2 separate regions of the Mus musculus genome follow, and region 2 is linked to region 1. A link is a contact called in public HiChIP or PLAC-seq data. All regions are on one chromosome and are shown on one strand. Each heading gives the region's core, a stretch centred on a gene start, on an enhancer-like site or on the middle of the called end of the contact. The rest is flanking DNA. Distances are from core to core; before and after follow the strand shown. Region 1 overlaps Adipor1 (adiponectin receptor 1). Region 2 holds the start of Tmem183a (transmembrane protein 183A).

Region 1 (5,651 bases), core at 1,912-4,411:
TCAGCTTCTACTGAGATACAAATCGGAATCATACCAGCAGTGAGACGGGTGTGGTCAGCGAATGAGCATAACTCAGTTCCTAACCTCTCATCTCTAATACAACTTAGTACCATACAGACTCCTGATTAGTGTCCCTCAGATGGTAGAGTGTGTGCCTAGCACCCACAAAGCCCTGGGTTTCGTCACCATTATCAGATAAACCAGGAATGGTAGGTCATGCCTATAACACCAATACCAAGGAGATTGGTATATACATGAGACTGTCTCAGAAAGGAAAATCACTGTGTTACCATAGTATTTTTGGTTTTTCGAGACATGGTCTCTGTGTAGCATTGGCTGTCTTAGAACTGACCCTGTAGACCAGGCTGGCCTCAAACTCTCAGAGATCCCCCTGCATCCACCTCCCAAGTGTTGGGATTAAAGGCATGTGGCACCACTGCCTAGTATAGACTATGAGAGTCTCCAGTGTTGAGGCATACCCTAGAACTTAGTTTTAGTAACACTACCTTGTTGGTGCTAGAGAATCATTCAGTTACTGCTCGCTGGAGAGAAACCAGGGAAGGCGGCATGTGATTGTGCTCTCAGAGCTGAGGGCTCAGGCAGGTAGATCACTGCTCCCTACGCAGCAAACCTGCATAGTTGACTAGTTTCAGGGAATCGGACAGTGCTTCCAGAACAATTCTTGAGTGTAACCTCCCCTCCTCGGCCTGAAATCTGGCTGATCAGGTTTGACTGTTAGTGCTAGGAGAGCATCAGGGGTGGAGCCTGCCACCCTATCGGTCTGCCACTCCCACTGCTACTGCCTGCCTTCTAGCGGTTCCGGAGCCGACTTGAGGTCACCTGAAACTGGACTCCAAGGATGATTTGGCTGGAATGGGCCCCTCCCCCTTCTTCATAACCCAGTGTCTCTGAATAGTAAAATTGAACCTTGATCAAACTGATGTCTTGGTTCCATTCTTTCCCGCGCCGCCTAGTTCCCTCTTCTCTTCCAGATTCCAAGATGCCTTCCAGGCTAGAACCCAGACATGTGGGCCACTGGCCGGCCTCAACACTTGAGGGTATTGGCCTGAATGTCTGTACTCCTTCATATACACCCACCCACCTACCTGCAGAAGCCCACCTTGTTTACTGTGATTGTCTCACCAAAGAGTAACTTACTATTTCGTGCCTTTGTGAATTATACTGAACCTGATTAAGAGGTTCAATTCATTGGGTAGTGTAAGCTGGTAGTGACTCAGCACATAAGGGGGGGGAGGGGGGGAGCCAGGAATCACACAGTGTAACTGTATAACACTATGTACAAAGTTTCAACTGAGGACAAGTGATCCTTTGAAGAAACAATTTAGCCCAGCATGGTGATACACGCCTTTAATAGCAGCCGAGCCAGAAGCAGAAAAGTCTGTGAGTTCTAGGACAGCTAAGATTACACGGACCCTGTCTCCAAAACAAAAACAGAAACAGTTCACCTAGGCCAAGAAACAAAATGTTTCTTAGTCTCAAGTGATAACCCAGGGAATAGAAATTAAAAGCAAAGGGGCAAAGGAGGGTGTGGCGGTGCATGCGTCTCACCTCCGCTCCACCAGGGCCAACACTGTGATCTGGTCTCAAGTGAAGAAGACAGAAAAGAAGAAACCGTTTCCCTCCAAGTGCATAGCATAGTTAGAGTCAGGCCTCACACTGGATGTGAACCAGGGATGGTCTTGAACTCTTGGTTCTCCTGCCTCTACCTCCTTAATCCTGGGATTACAGGCATTCACCACACCCTCTAAAAATCACACCCTATCCCAGGTGTAAGTCTCCTCTTCATCTGTCATTTATAGTCTATGAAATACATTTATTTGCTATTTGTAATATTTGAAATTATCATTATTTTCAGGACAGGGTTTCTCTGTGTACTCCTGACTCTCCTGGACTCACTTTGTAGACCAGGTTGGCCTTGAACTCGCAGAGATCCAAGTGCTGGGATTACAGGCATGCACCACCATGCCCGGCTTAATATTTTAGTCTTCTGGTCAGTTGGATTCTATAACCACAACCTCATGGGGAGTAGCCAGTTCTCATCTTAGGGAACAGCCTTTCGTGTACAGATAATTATGACAAGTGATTTCATTTGCTTATTTTACTATGATCAGATACTAGTTGGGGGAAGCAAATTTCCAGTCATTACAGAAGAAATTAGAATTGTAGTTCTAAATTTTACCCAACAAAATTATCCTTTCTCCATGTACTAAATAGTAGCGACAGAGATACAAATAGGAAACCAGAGTTGTGAGAAGTCAGGATTCTATAGATTTTGTGAACATAACATTCTATTGTCAGAGAAGAAAAGGAGGCTCCAATCTACTCTTTCATCTACTTCCCATAACACAGGTATTGTTTAGTATTTTTGTTTTCAATTCTTGTTAACTGTACTATGGGACCCCTGAGGATTCATTTCATCAGAAAACATGGGCCTTTAAAGTCTTTCAGATCATGTGTTTGTCAGGGTTGGTTAGAGTCACAGAACTTATGGAAGGTCTCTATATTGAGAGATTGAGGGAATTTATTGTAATGGCTTACACTCTCTAGTCCAACTAACCCAACAATGGGCAGCTGTGGATGGGAAGTCCAAGAATCTAGTAGTTGCTCAGTCCCTCGGGTTAGTTGTTTGAGCTGCTCTTCTGTAGAAGTAGGTTCCCACAGATGTGCTGGCTAGTAGGTGCAAGCAGGTATAGAGTGAGTCTTCCTTCTCCCAATACCCTTATGTAGGCCTCCAACAGAAGGTGTAGCCCAGATTAAAGGTGTTTACCACCACCCCTGGAATCTGAGACTTGCTTTGTCCCAGGCTGACCTTGAACTCAGAGGTCTGCTTGCCTCAGTCTCCTGGAATTACTTACTAAGCTTTTCATGGCCATTGTGCCTCAAGATCTCCATGTCAAGATCCAGGTCAGAAACTTGTATCTTCCAGCCTCAAGATCTGGGTCACAGGTGAGCCCTCCACTTCTGGACTACAGTTCATTCCAGATAGAGTCAAGTTGACAACCAGGAATAGCCACCACAGGTTATAACTTGGGTTTGTTTGTTTGTTTTTTTTTTTTTTACTTTTACTTTATGTATATGAGTGAGTGCACACGTATCTGCCATGTACGTGTAGTACCTAGGGAAGCCAGAAGAGGGAGTCAGATTCCCCGAAACTGGAGTTACAGATGGTTGAGAACCAGCGGGTGGGGTGCCAGGAAGTTAGGTCCTGTGAAAGAACAGGAAGTGTTCTGACCCACTGAACTCTCTCCAGCTCCAAGTCCCACTTTTTAGACTTTCTTTGTTGGGTTTTGGTTCTGTGGGTGTTTTGTTTCTGTTTTGTTTTTGAGACAGGGTCTAACTCTGCAGCCCTGGCTGGCCTGAAATTTGCTATGTAGATCAGACTGGCCTCAAATTCATGGGGATTCATCTTCTGCCTCTCAAGTGCTGGGATCAAAGGTATGTGCTACGACTCCTTACAAATTGTCTTTCTTTTTCAATTAACACTTTATCAATATATCCTGTCTTTCAACATTTTGTTTTGTTTGTCAGTTTTTTGGGTTGTTTTGTTGTTGTTGTTGTTTTCATTTTTTTGAGTCAGGTTTCAATGTTCTGGACTTGATTTATAGACCAGGCTGGCCTCAGACTCACATAGATCCACCTGCCTCGACTCCCTGGTACTGGAACTAAATCCATGTACCGCCACACTGGACTTCTAACATAAAATTTAAAGGTATGTCCTTTAGTATTTTTAGCAAATACAGCATGTTCTGAAATAGACTATTATGCCTCCAAAGAGGGTTTTTCTTTTCTTTCTTTTTTTTTTTTTTGGCTCTAATATTGAGTCCGTTTGACTTTAAAACAACAAAAAACCCCATAATGTTACCGTTGGAAACTAGTGGTCTTGTAAGGTTTGGATAAAAATCACCTGGAATTTTAGTATATCTCTTATTAATAAGAGTGAATAGAGCAGCGTTACTGCCCAGATTGTTAATTTGTTATATTTTTACCTGCTTTATTATCAGTAAGTCACTGTTATCCACGTGGTTGGAACTGGTTATTGTGTCCCCTTTTTATTACTAGGGAGATGATTATGTATTTATTTGGTTGTAGGAATTTGAATGTAAATAGAAATACCTCCCCACACCCCATGAAGTTTTCTTTGGAAGATTTAAAAGAGGTTTGTGTTCATTTAAAAACTGGATTATTTCTGAATTATACTGAACGACAACCCTTCTATGAAGTTAGTAAACTTTTTGAATCTTTTTTCACATGGAGATTTGGTTTTAGTATATGATTTGGGGATGTCAAAGCTCTTAAATAAGAAAGATCTTAACAGTGTGCTGTGGGAGAATGAAAAACGTGTAAAGCTGTCGAGTCCCCAGCTTGCCTGCTACCTATGTGGATGTGTTCCCCAGGAGAATCAGCCCACGTGGGAAGTGAGAAATAAGACTCATGTGCTTAAGTCCTGATGTTCTGCAGCACCTGAGGAGTTAACTACTTGTAGGACCCTTCTTATCCAGGCTGGCCTGGTCTTTGTTCATTCGCTGTGTTGTCTTTCCCAACAGAGTCATCTGATCTTAGCTGTGGCTCACTTAGTCCCTGTCCTCTGAAAGCTCACCATGAAAATTTTCTATAACCAAGTCTTTTCTTTGGTTGGTTGGTTTTTTTTGAGACAGGGTTTCTCTGTATAGCCCTGGCTGTCCTGGAACTCACTTTGTAGACCAGGCTGGCCTCGAACTCAGAAATCCACCTGCCTCTGCCTCCCGAGTGCTGGGATTAAAGGCATGCACCACGATGCCCAGCTCTCTATAACCAAGTCTTAACTTATTAATTACCATACTAAACATCCCTTATAATGTGTGATGTCTTCCTTTAGGAGAGATGGCTTATGTAGGTAGCTCTTGGCTTGGTCCGTTTCATAAGAGTCCCTTTATAAAGAAGTATGTCATGGTTTCCAATGGGGGTAAAACTTAGAAAAACAAATGAGAATGTTTTTAGCTAAAGAAGCCAAACACTAGGGCCTGGAGAGATGGCTCAGCAGTTAAGAGCACTGGCTGCTCTTCCAAAGGGCAACGGTTCAGTTCCCAGCAACCACATGATACCTCATACCTGTCTATACTTCCAGTTTGAGGGGATTATCACCCTCAGACATACATGCAGGCAGAACACCAATATATAAAATAGATAAACTATTACAATAAAGCTCTGAGCTTTGGTCACTTCTGACAGTTAATTTTGTTGGTGCCACATGTCCATTTAATCCATCCCAGGTATAAGCACAATGAATACATTTACTTATTGAGTAGGATTGGCCCAAGTGGCAAAATCCCCTTTTAAGATTTATTTTTAAGCTAGGTGTGTTGATGGTGCAACAACTTTAATCCCAGTGCTAGTGAGGCAGGGGCAGGTGGTTCATTTGAGTCCAGCATAGTCTAGACAGTGAGTTTCTGAACAGCTAGGTCTACACAGAGAAACCCTATCTTGAAAAAATTTTTAAAAGATTTATTTTATTGTGGCGGGAGGGGGGACTTTGGCGCACACACATGTCACTTTGGGAACTTATAGATGTCCCATGTATGTGGGTGCCAGCAGAGGCCAGAAAGGGGAGTTTGGATTCCTCGAAGCGGAAGATGTATGCAGTTGTGAGCTGG
Region 2 (5,651 bases), core at 849-3,348, 74 kb before region 1:
GCATATCTCCGTGGATTTGAGACCTACAAACCAGACTGGTCTACAAAGCAGTTCCAGGATAGCCAGGGCTGTTACATGAAGAAACCCTATCTCAAGGAAAAAAAAAAAAAAAAAGAAGAAAGAAAGAAAAGAAAGGAGAAGGAAAGAAAAGAAGCGAAGAGAAGAGAATATTGTCTTGAAAAGCCAAGATGGTTTAGAAGTTGTTGCCCTTGCAAAAGACCTGGGTGTGGTGGGTCTCAGAACCCAAATCAGAGTTCACAACCATCCATCCAACCATCCAACTCACAGCTCCAGTGACAGATCTAACGACCCCTTCTGACCTGAGGGTGCCAGGCATACAAGTGAAGCACACACATACATGCAGACACTCATATTCAGTTCCTCAAAAAAAAAAAAAAAAAGTAAATAAACAAAACTTAAAACGTTAAGTCGGAAATTTTCTGGAAAATGTGTACACACACGCACACACATATAATATGTATGTATACATCCCTAACAGAATTTTAAAAAGTGTAACTAATGTTGCTGTTAATTTTTGTATCATGGAAAAGAAGGTTATGGGGCTGGAGAGAAAGCTCAGCAATTAAGAGCACTGATTGCTCTTCCAGAGGTCCTGAGTTCAATTCCCAGCAACCACATGGTGGCTCACAATCATCTGTAATGGGATCTGATGACCTCTTCTGGTGTGTCTGAAGACAGCAATGGTGTACTCACACAGACTAAATAAATCTTTAAAAAAAAAAAAAAAAGGTTATCACCGACAATCACTAGTTCCTTGTAGATCTCCCCTCACATTGAAGAGCGACAGCATCCATCACCACAGACAGAGCTCAGTGCTCAGGAAAGCAACCCGTACCTTTATGTCTCTTGCTCTTCTTTTTTCTGGAGACTGATCTTTCCTGAGTGCTTTCTTCCTGGGCATCCATCTCATCACTGCTGTCCAGGATGTCACATGGCTCACCCACCCCGGAAAGAGCCTCCTCGGCAGGAACCTGGGACGCTTCCAAGCCACAAAGAGATTTTACTAGGAGGAAACAAGGAGAGAATGAAACGCACTTGGTCCCATCTGCAAAAATCTTGAAAGCAAGACAAACATAACAAAAAAAAAAACAAAAAACCCAATATGCCAAAGAAATGGAAGTCAACTGCATGGTAAAATATGCACAAACTACCAAAAAAAAAAAGGGGGGGGGGACTGGTATCAAGGAGTGGCAGTGGAAATTAACGAGTACAAAAAGTTGTGTGGGATTTTGTTCTTGTTTTGGTTTGGTGGTTCTTCTGAGACAGGACCTCACACTTGCTAGGTAAACCAGGCTAGCCTTAAACTCACAGAGATCCACCTGTCTCTGCCTCCCCAATGCTGAGATTAAAGGAATGCCCACCGCAGCTGGTCACAAAGTTGGTTTTAACTCAAAGAGGAAACAAAACCATTTCGGCTCCGGAACCTGCTGATCCTGGCTACACACACCCATCCCATCCAGGATACGAAACGAGAAAGTAAACAGTGGGAAGAGCAAACACGTTCATGACCCAAAGGTCAGTAGAAAAAACACCGGGACGCAATTCCAGGTAAATACAACACCCAATGCTGTCTCTTAAAAGCTTGGGCCTAAAAAGACCCACGAAAGCCTACCTTCCTGCTGAATAGCGTTGGCCACGGCTTTCTTGACCCGTCCAGACCTCACCACCGCCGGATCCGAGTTGGCATAGTCCGCCACGGTCACTGAAACAGAGCAAAGCGCCAAGGCCTCCTCAGACTCGAGGCAAAGTCTCCGCCACCGCTCCCCGCCGGGTCCCGCCGCGCCCGCCCCGGCCGCCCAGCCCGCCTTGGCCGCCCAGCCCGGCCCCGCCCCTCGCCCACCTCGGCCCGAGCAGGCGTCGTGGGCCCGGAACTTGAGCCGCTTTCCTCTCTTGGGCATGGTGACGGTGTCCCGATGAGGCCCGCCTAGCTGGCCGGAGCCCCGGGCCATGTCTCGGCCCCGAGAGCCGGCTCCCGGAGCCGCAGAGCACCTCCACCCGGCTCTGCGGCCATCCCCGCACCGAGGCCGCGGCTATCGCGAGGACTTCGGCGAGGGCTCTGGGTCCCGTTGATTGCCGACGCCCCTCTCGGGGAGCCAATCGCCTCCGGGGCCCGGTGACGTCATCACCCGGCGCCCTCAGCCGCAGCGGAGGCCAGGTTCCCAAAGCGGAGCGGGCTGTAGGACGGGGAGTGCGTTGTCACCGTCTTCATCACCGTCTTCTCTGGGGCGTTTGGTCCTCCAGACCGCGTTCTTTAGAACTAATAATTTACATCGTGGTCCACTTCAGCATCTAGATTGCATATATCTTGTTTTCGTCATTCTCTCTTTCCCACTTACGTCAAGTAACCTGAACGTAAATATCAAAGCGGTCGCTATAATTTTGCTTACAAAGGCTTTGAAATTCTCTCTGCAGATCAGTGGCTAACTCCTGTAATCCCAACACAGAGAAAGGATCAGAAGGTGAGAGTCATCCTCGGTTCGTAGCCAGCTGGGCTACAAGAGATGCTGCCTGAAAAATGAGTAAATGTCTGAATTCTCAAAGTAGAAGAGATTCTTAAAAGGTTTCCCATCACCATCATCCGAGCAAATTCTAGAAGGATAGATGAGAACATATAATTCCTTTGTATTAAAAGAGAAGTCCCGTGTTGTGTCTTTTTTTCTTCTAATTCCCTTTCAGCTCCCAAAGTGTTAACAGTCCCTGGCTTAAGAAACAGTCCTTTTGACCCAGGCAACCCAACTGGCTAGATCTACTCAGAGAGTGCCCTATAAGACACCTCAAAGGGGTCTCCATTTTATTCTACCTAGTACTGTGCACAGAAGTTCATAAAGAGCAAACCACATAACTTACTAGAATTATGAAACAGTCTACCACCAGGGATCATAGAATAAGGCTTGGATCACTTGGGAATGATAACTGAAACAACATAATTGGTTATAATCATGCTCTAATTTATCTAGAATTATAACAGGAAGCAAAGGTCTAACAGCCTATAATTGTTCTAAATAATTTTCCATGTATACATAATTAATGTCTGTAGTTGAGTTCAAAATACAGCTGGTCAGCACAGAGCCTTCTCATCTCACGTTACCAGTAAAAATTTAATGAGGCTTTCATGCATGTAGATCTCTGCTCATGTGACACTCTTTAATACTCACACCCAGGAGTCCAAAGGGAATCAAAGATGCAAGAGACTCAGGCCCTATTAATAAACCACTAACTGCTTTAAAAACATAAGGATTTTAGCTGAAATGTTCTCTCATTTTAATCCTTTGGAATGAAAAACATGCTAGTTACACCAAAAAAATTTCTCTTTCAAATTTTGATTGAAAAAAATCTTAAACAAGATTTCTTGGAGTATTTAGCCAATTTAGAGGAACAAAGAACCCATACGTCTTTTATTCCTCATTTCAATAAAAAGTAACAAGTGGAGGCCTAGGAAATGCTTACTCTAGAAAGTGCTTGCCAAAAAAAAAAAAAAAAATGCTTGGCAAGACTTTATCATCTCTCAACCTCCACATAAAAGTCAAGAGTTGTGGGGTTAGAATGGTGGCGATGGGGACTCACTGGGGATGTGGGCACAGGCTATTCCCTAGGGCTCACTGGCCAGCGCACACACACACACACACACACACACACACACACACACACACTTGAGCAACGAACTTTCAATTGGTTGCATTAATGATCAGACCCAATTTTACAGGTTCTTTCTCAAAAGATAAACAGAAAAGTTACCTAATTTACCATTGTATTTAAATAGAAGTTATTTAACCTAACTAACGGGAGAAATTGGTCTTTCTCAAACAAGTGGGAAATGTAAGGACAATATGTGAATAGTGAAAGAATTAATATGTCCACTATACTCCTGCATTACATTGTAACTTTACTTTGTGCTAATAGTAAATATTATCGTGTGTGTTTGTTTTAAGAGCCTTTCTTTAAAGCCTATCCTGGTTTTTATGGAATCTTTGGTCAGTGCAACATCCTATTGGAGACAATCCAGTAACATGAAAATGAAAAGAAGTACAGGTTGTTCTCTTCAGCGTCCTACTTTTCAAGAGAAAGCATATAGCCAGGAGTGGTGGCACAGGCCTTCAATCCTAGCCCTCAGCAGGCAGAGGCAAGGGACATCTGTGAGTTTGAGGAAACCTGACCTACCACAGCAAGTCTCAAGCTAGAACTTAACAAGAGCTTTCTCAAAAGTAAAAATACATTTAAACAGAGTATAGAATGTGAAGTTAAGCTTGCGTGGGTAAAAATCTATAGGTGTAGTACACATTTGTAAGCCCAGCATTTCTGAAGCAGAGGCAGAAGGTCATGAGCTTAAGGTCAGTCTGGATGAGACCTTGTCTCAAAAAGCCAAGGGCTGGTTCAGGAGACTCAATGGTAGAGCACTTGCTTAGCATATGACCCTGGGTTTGAGCCTCAGAACTGAAAATACAAGGTCTAGCTACTTATTATATGTAAATTAAGCCTTTACCTAAAAAGTTTGGCCTGCTTGACAGGATTATCAAATGATCACATTCACTCATAAAAATCATTTAAAATAGCATACAGCAAGCACCCAGTAAATATCAACTATTGTTGTGGTAGTGGTGGTGATAATGAGAGTTGAATTGTGGCTGCTGTTATTTTGTTTTGTTTTGTTTTTTCAAGACAGTCTGTGTAGCCCTGGCTCAGTGTAGCCCTGGCTGTCACCCTGTAGACCAGGCTGACCTCAAACTCAGCCCCTCCTTCTGGAGTGCTAGGATTGAAGGCATGTGCCACCACTTTCCAGCCTGTGGCTGCTGTTATTTTCAGACACGTGAGTGGGATGAGATGCCTCAGCGGGTGTTTTCCACACAGCCTGATGACCTTTTTGTCTCTTCTTCAGGAAGACAGATTACAGTGCAGAGTCACAGTCAACGCAGGCCATTCCAGTAGACTAAACTGATAGCAGACTAGCCTGCAAGTGACAAGATGAGACTTCAGACAGAAGACTATCTTCCAAGCTCATATCTAAAACCAGCATACTATGTCACCCTTAAAATTAACATTAATAACCTAAAAAAAATCAATGTACCAAGCAAATATCAAGCCAAACTATGGCATCTTGGAGAAACTCTGTAAGACAGAAAGCAAATGGGAAAAAAGGTTACTTAATACATTTCCATGATGTGTCAAAGCTTTGGGCAGAATCTGAGAAGAATTTAACCCTTCCTGAGAATCTAGTGGCATCAGAAAAGTATATTAATTAAATCTAGCTAAACATGATTGTGACTGGCTTTGTTAGCCTTATTAAAACTATACAATTTTTTAAAAAATTAGTTCATTTAGTTTAATTTCATTTACTGAATATTACAATCAGTATGGGCATAGAACCCCCCAAGACTAAGTTCTAAGAACAAAGGAAAGAAAATTTTTGACCCCAGGGGGACAGAGGGTAGGGAATAAGAGACAAAAACAGGAGATAAAGGATGAGGGAGAAGGGGAAGGGAACAAGGAAGAGAGGACAAGGATATTTGTCCCAAAGGGGAAGAAGGACTAGCTCCGGATACAGAAATAGACAAGACTCTCAGCTAAAATGGCAGTTTATAAAGGTACAAGGGGAAACCCTGGGTTAGGGTGAGGTGTCCCATTTTAACTGGGCG

Evidence for each region. HiChIP or PLAC-seq counts read pairs in DNA pulled down with a chosen protein or histone mark.
Region 2: a contact with region 1 is called in an H3K27ac HiChIP or PLAC-seq map of embryonic stem cells, with 49 read pairs. The contact joins the promoter of Tmem183a here to the enhancer-like site in region 1. A contact is called at or near these places in 5 of 39 promoter capture datasets (embryonic stem cells, epiblast stem cells, erythroid cells and 1 more), 2 of 15 datasets of contacts at CTCF or cohesin (embryonic stem cells and large pre-B cells), 53 of 484 Hi-C or Micro-C datasets (CD8 T cells, DN3 thymocytes, the G1E-ER4 cell line and 31 more), 26 of 115 datasets of contacts at active chromatin or transcription factors (the 230-238 cell line, the HPC-7 cell line, the NIH/3T3 cell line and 17 more) and 4 of 9 other capture datasets (adipose tissue, embryonic stem cells, liver and 1 more).

The regions. Positions count from the first base shown.
Region 1 is chr1:134,432,415-134,438,065 of GRCm38.p6, forward strand. It overlaps Adipor1 (adiponectin receptor 1), which reads left to right. Exons shown (of 8, transcript NM_028320.4): 8 at 1-937. Among named protein-coding and RNA genes, the nearest start is that of Adipor1, 20 kb to the left of the region's middle. Within about 2 kb of position 3,162, at least 26 of the 459 cell types and tissues checked have an H3K27ac peak or open chromatin away from gene starts, as enhancers often do. A contact at or near this core is called in the G1E-ER4 cell line, bone marrow-derived macrophages, differentiating embryonic stem cells and 2 more, where this site is marked.
Region 2 is chr1:134,359,901-134,365,551 of GRCm38.p6, forward strand. Tmem183a (transmembrane protein 183A) reads right to left here and starts at 2,099. Exons shown (of 8, transcript NM_020588.2): 1 at 1,862-2,099; 2 at 1,634-1,723; 3 at 857-1,024. The coding sequence starts at 1,970.